Linked DNA regions of Zea mays: region 1 is linked to region 2. Evidence: chromatin contacts called from public Hi-C data. All regions are on one chromosome and are shown on one strand. The core of a region is the stretch at or near the end of the contact, and the rest is flanking DNA. Distances in the headings are between cores, read along the strand shown.

Evidence for each region. A called contact is a pair of places that touch in the nucleus more often than the background predicts.
Region 1: a contact with region 2 is called in a Hi-C map of ear, with 6 times the contacts expected there. The contact joins the promoter of LOC100272869 here to the promoter of LOC100383206 in region 2. A contact is called at or near these places in 2 of 25 Hi-C or Micro-C datasets (bundle sheath and ear).

Annotation. Positions count from the first base shown.
Region 1 is chr1:194,118,244-194,120,943 of Zm-B73-REFERENCE-NAM-5.0, reverse strand. LOC100272869 (zn-finger, RanBP-type, containing protein) reads left to right here and starts at 1,252. Exons shown (of 11, transcript NM_001147322.1): 1 at 1,252-1,410; 2 at 1,601-1,646; 3 at 1,756-1,868; 4 at 1,999-2,269; 5 at 2,626-2,687. The coding sequence starts at 1,399.
Region 2 is chr1:193,792,125-193,794,824 of Zm-B73-REFERENCE-NAM-5.0, reverse strand. It overlaps LOC100383206, which reads left to right and starts at 1,400. Exons shown (of 3, transcript NM_001350290.1): 1 at 1,400-2,700. The coding sequence starts at 1,595.

The DNA.
Region 1 (2,700 bases), core at 3-2,502, 330 kb before region 2:
CCGAAAACAGGAGCCCAAAGCACGACCCGACACAAAATAATATGGGCCGAGCTAGCACGACCCGAAGGCGGGCCTGGGCCGGGCCTCAAATTCTGGCCCGTCGGGTCCCCGGCACGGCCCGCATAGATGGGCCGGGCTTAGGCCGGCACGGCCCAATTAAGCCCAATCTGTTTAATTTCTTTAATTTAGTAAGATATCGACTTTATATTGTTGTTATATTTGGAGTTTATGCAGTTAAATGATGCTAAAATTGTTTAATATGTTTAATTTAGTAAGCTATGAACTTTATATGGTTGTAATATTTTGATTTTATGTGGTCAAATATACGGGCCGGGCTTGGGCCGACACGGCCCAACAAAGGCACGACGTGGTTTAGGGCCGGGCTAGGCCACTGTTTTTACACTTCGGGCCGGCACGGCATGACCCAAAAGTTATTTGGGCTTTCCTGGCCCAAACCCGTTTGACACGAAGCACGATGAGATTGAGTCAGGCTGGCCCGGCCTGGCCCAATTCCCAACACTAGTTGTGACGACTGACGAGCATGTGGGAGAGATATTGATGAGATAGGGTTTCAGCAGTAGCTACCGACCTACCGTGGGCTGGACTGAGACCAATTGGCCGAGTCAAGAAAAAAGTGAAGCAAGTCGATGGTCCAAAGTAATTCAGAAATTGATCGTCCACGTTCTAATCGTCCGATTAATCATGACTAATTGATGATTAGTCAGATGATCAACTTTCTAATCGCTATGATCGCGTCGATGAGAAGGATCGATCGGGTATGCGGTTCCGATCACCCGATTAATCGTCGATTAATTGCTATTTATCGGACGATTAGAAAACATGGCTCCCCACAATACTTAGATTCTAAAAACACGAGAGTATGTTCGTTTCCTTCTCAATCCTTGTGGATTAAACAGAATTAAGAGTGTTTTAATCCTTAATAAATTAATTTTTTTCTTTAATTTTTTCAATTCTGTTTAATCCATATGGAACCATTATTTAATTCTCGGGTATCTAGTTTAACTATGAACTGTACTGGGCGAGAACGTCTTTGCTCGCGAGTTTGCAAGGGCCCACGTATCAGATTGGGCCTAAAGTTCTCCTCGTCTGGGCCGGCCTCGTCGTCCGAGTCGAGGAGTTGTCGTCGTCAGGTACATCGCTGACGCGGACGGCTGAGGCAAATCAAAATGCGATGTCACTGTTGTGCACATCTGAGTTTGAAGGCCAATTCACAACAAAACCCTAGCTACTGCTTCGTCTGCCGAATTCCCCCTCCGCTCGCTTCGCACGCCGCCCGTCGCCGCGGCGGCGTCTGCGATTGTCCCTCCCGCTGCAAGGAGCACATGCTTCTCGCCGCGCCGTTAGCCCGCCGCCGCCACCACCGGTTCACCTTCAGCTATGTCTTCTCAGGTACCGCTCCCATCTCCTCGTTCTCCTCGATTCCGCCGGTCGATTAGGGTTCGAGTCGGTGTCGCCGCACATCAGTCGCGCTGAAAGATTGTTAGCTTTGTCATCTGAGCTCCCCGCGCTGTGCTCACCGATTCCCCTCTGGATCTCGCCCATCCAGCGAGGTCTCACGAATTAGTGCATGGGTTTGCAGGTCGACAGGCGCAGCCAGTCCGCCGGGAAGCGCGCCCGCACCGACGGTAGGTCGCTCTGGCTCCGCCGCTAAGTTGTCTCTTGTCGCACCCTACGTATCTAAGCTGCATCTGAGTGGATTTCCCATTGGTGGGGGACAATAAACGGTGTTCTCAGGCAGCCGGCGTGAGGACGACTGGGTTTGCCCCAGCTGCAAGAACGTCAACTTCGCCTTCCGCACCACTTGCAACATGCGCAGCTGCAACCAGTCCAGGCCAGCAGATCACACGGTACATAATGGTTTTGCCTCACTTTATTCTTGCTGTAGATTGTTTGCTTGTCGCTTTCATGGAGCGTGTCTGTGGGTACTTTTGCTTGCCCGCTTGCATTTATGTCGTGCTGCTGTTGCTTGCCATTCAGAAGGCCATGCAAACCCCGCCTCACTATCCCACGTCAGGGGGTTACATGGGCCCTGGGACGCCACCATCGATGTACCTTGGTGGGGGCGCTCCCCCATATGGATCCTCAATGTTTAATGGGCCTGCGGTGACACGCTATGGTATTCCGCAATTTCCTGGGGGTTCTGCGTATTCATATGGATATGGTGGTCCCATACCAATGGGGAGCCCCTACGGGCCAATGCAAATTGCTGGGCCAACTCCATACTCTGGTGGAACTATGATGACAGCAGGTAACAGGGCTTCTCTCTATGATAGGCATGCCTTATTTTGTTATTGCCCTTGCATTAATTAATCTAGCTATTGAATTAATGCAAATCTGATGCTTTCAATAATTTATTCCATGCAAATCATAGTATGTTAAACAATTAGTTTTGCAGAATATGAGAATGTAATTTCTTTTCACTCGATCTTCATTTCCACAAATGTGGGCAATAAATAATACCCTTTGCAGTACCCTTGTGTTCTGCCATGTGTTTTCTAAACCACTTTGTTTGGTTGGGGTTATGACACTTTATACATGTTTTCCAGTTCTGTGTTTTCACGTGTTTGCTCACAAGGTTTCTCTTGCTTATTGTCCAATAAACAGGTGGAATGTATGGAATTCCCATGGACAGGTATGGGCCAATACCTGCTGGTCCTGGTCCAATGGTATGTGCTCTTG
Region 2 (2,700 bases), core at 151-2,650:
TGATCCATTCTAAACCGCTCAACTAATTTTAGCCATTAGCTATTAGTTTTAGAGGTTTAGAACAAAACTTTATACTATCTAAAACTTTGATTTTTTCTATACTTAACACTAAATAATCATTAGATATAAAAGGGTGTACAAAATTGAGGGGAACTATGGCCCACTTAACCCCTTTGGATCCGCCTCTGTCCTAGAGATGGCAATGAGTACCTGCGACCCGATACCCGATAGGTATTTACTGCATTAGAGTATGTATATAGGCTAAATATTCTATTTGTGCGTCTCTTATTGGACAAAAATCTTCACTCAATGGGTAAACGGGTATTAGAACGTACCGCCCTCACCCAACGTTAACCCGTGGGTATAAAATACTCATTATAAACTTAGCACAAAAGCATGAACTTGGGCTTCAGTCATACATCTTTTTTACTATTTAACAATATTTTGTGTTATAGTATCATAGAAGGATTAACGACTATTTGATGACCAAGTAATGTAACATGTAATGTGCTATGTAGTACTATCCTAGTGTTGCTACTTTATCAAATTATCTTTGTGTTGTTGAATGAATGGTTAAATGATATTAGAAATTTTGTAATGGTATTTAGATGGATATACTTGACATTTGTATAATATATCATTTTGATAGATGTTTAATCTTTATGGGTACGGACGATTCGACATGATCCATACCCACATGAGTACGGTCCTGTTTGGCACAGCTGCTGCTTGTTGAAAAAGAAACTTATCTGATAAGCTGGTAAAAAGCAGCTTCTGCTTGTTGGCTGCTTTTAGTTTATTTTGAGAACCGGCCGAACTGATAAGCCGTTGCAGAAGCTGTCTGTTTGGCAGAACTTCTGCTTAAATTTGTGAAGAAGCTGAAAATAAACTGTGCCAAACATGGCCTAAGAGTATAAGAGTAAATCCAGACCCACCAATATATATAGGAACAATTGGATCTATACCATTAAAAGATCCAAACTTTAGATATATACCATGGACCCCATATGTCATTGACTCATGTGGACCCACATGTAAGTGAGATAGTAATGGTATGGATCCAAAGTGGTGATCTTTTAATGGTATAGATCCAAATTTCCTATATATATAAGTGATCTAATAGGATTATTTTTTTGTTGTGGTTATAGATATATGATATTAGTAACCGGTTGGTATTTACCCATTCATATCCCTACTCTGTCCACAGATATTGCTGTAGCCAGTCGGCTGACGTGTGAAACTAGTCGTAGCCTCATTTAACAGCCGGCCGAATGTTACAGCATAGCATCGTCGCTTTTTAACTGCGCAAGCTAGCCAAGGTTTCTTCTGCAGTTACGGTCGGTCCCACACATCAGCCGGCCAGCTGCAGCTACGTCTAGAGGATCCGCCGGAGCTGTGTTTCATTGTGGCCCTATTCCTATTCATCCCGAGGCAGTTCCGTGCCAGATCATCACTCTCGGCGATTACCACACGGATTACTCCTCCTCCGGCTCCATCCATGATCTAATCTAGCAAGTCACTCCACCGCCCGCCTTTGTAGTCGTCACTCTTCCCGATCCGTCAGCCAACGCCACCGATTGGTCAGGCGGCGGCGATGGCGTCCCGGGACGACGGGTGGGGAGGCGGCGAAGACGGCAGCTCGCTCTTCGAGGGCATGGTCCTCTTCGCGCCAGAGCCCACCGCCGCCGAGGACTCGGTCCCTGCCCCTGCCCCTGCCCCCGCCCCCGCCGAGGACTCGGTCCCTGTCCCCGCCGCTGTCCCTGAGCTGCCATCCGCCGCCCGCCACGACGCCGACGCGGCCTCGTCCGTGCCACCACCGCTGGACGAGGATCTCTTCTCCGATCTCACCCTCTTCGCCCCGCCGCAGGAGCCGCTCTCGCTGGAGCAGACACCCCCGCCCCTGCTCCCGCAAGGCGAGGATCGGAGCCACGCGGCACTTGCCCCCGCGCCGCTAGCCCCTACTCCGGGGCTCTCTCGGCAGCCGTCCACCTCGTCGCTGCGCAAGAAGAAGAGGGCCGTGCGCATCGGGTACGCCCGCTCGCCGCAACCCGCGCCGCCTTCCCCTCCTGCCACGGTTCCCGCCTCCGCAGCTGCTGCTGCGATCTCCGCTAGTACTATAGCCTTCCTGGACGCTTCGCCGTATCCGGCCGCTACTCGTACCCTCGACCAGCTCCCTGATCGGCAACTCGATGTCCATGTCAACGGCTACGAGGCGCACGCGGAGGCGGTGGATGTTGATACCAATTCACCGCATGTGGTGGAGGCGGTGGATGTGGATACCAATTCGCCGCGTGTGGAGGAGGAGGAGGCAAAGGAGGACGATGACGGGAAAGAGGATGAAGATGCTGGAGTGGCAGCCTTGGGGGTCAAGGAGAGGCTAGGTCTCCTCAGATCTCAAATCTCGGGCAAGCTCGACTCCATCCAGCAGAGGGCTGCTGCTGTGGCTGCCAAGAGGAGGCTTCTGGCTGGCCGGCGGAGGAAGGTGGCGGAGGAGGCGACCTCCGTGGCATCCAGGCACAAGGATTTGGAGAGGGAGCTGGAGGTGGCCTGCGAGGCTGAGGACTTTGAGAGGGCAGAGAGTATCAGCGACTCCCTCGCTGCCCTCGAGAAGGAGAAGGATGGGCTGTTGACGGCGCTGCGTGATGCTGAGCTTGACTACGATTCAGTGGATTCGGAGTTGCAGGAGGTGCTTGAGTCCCG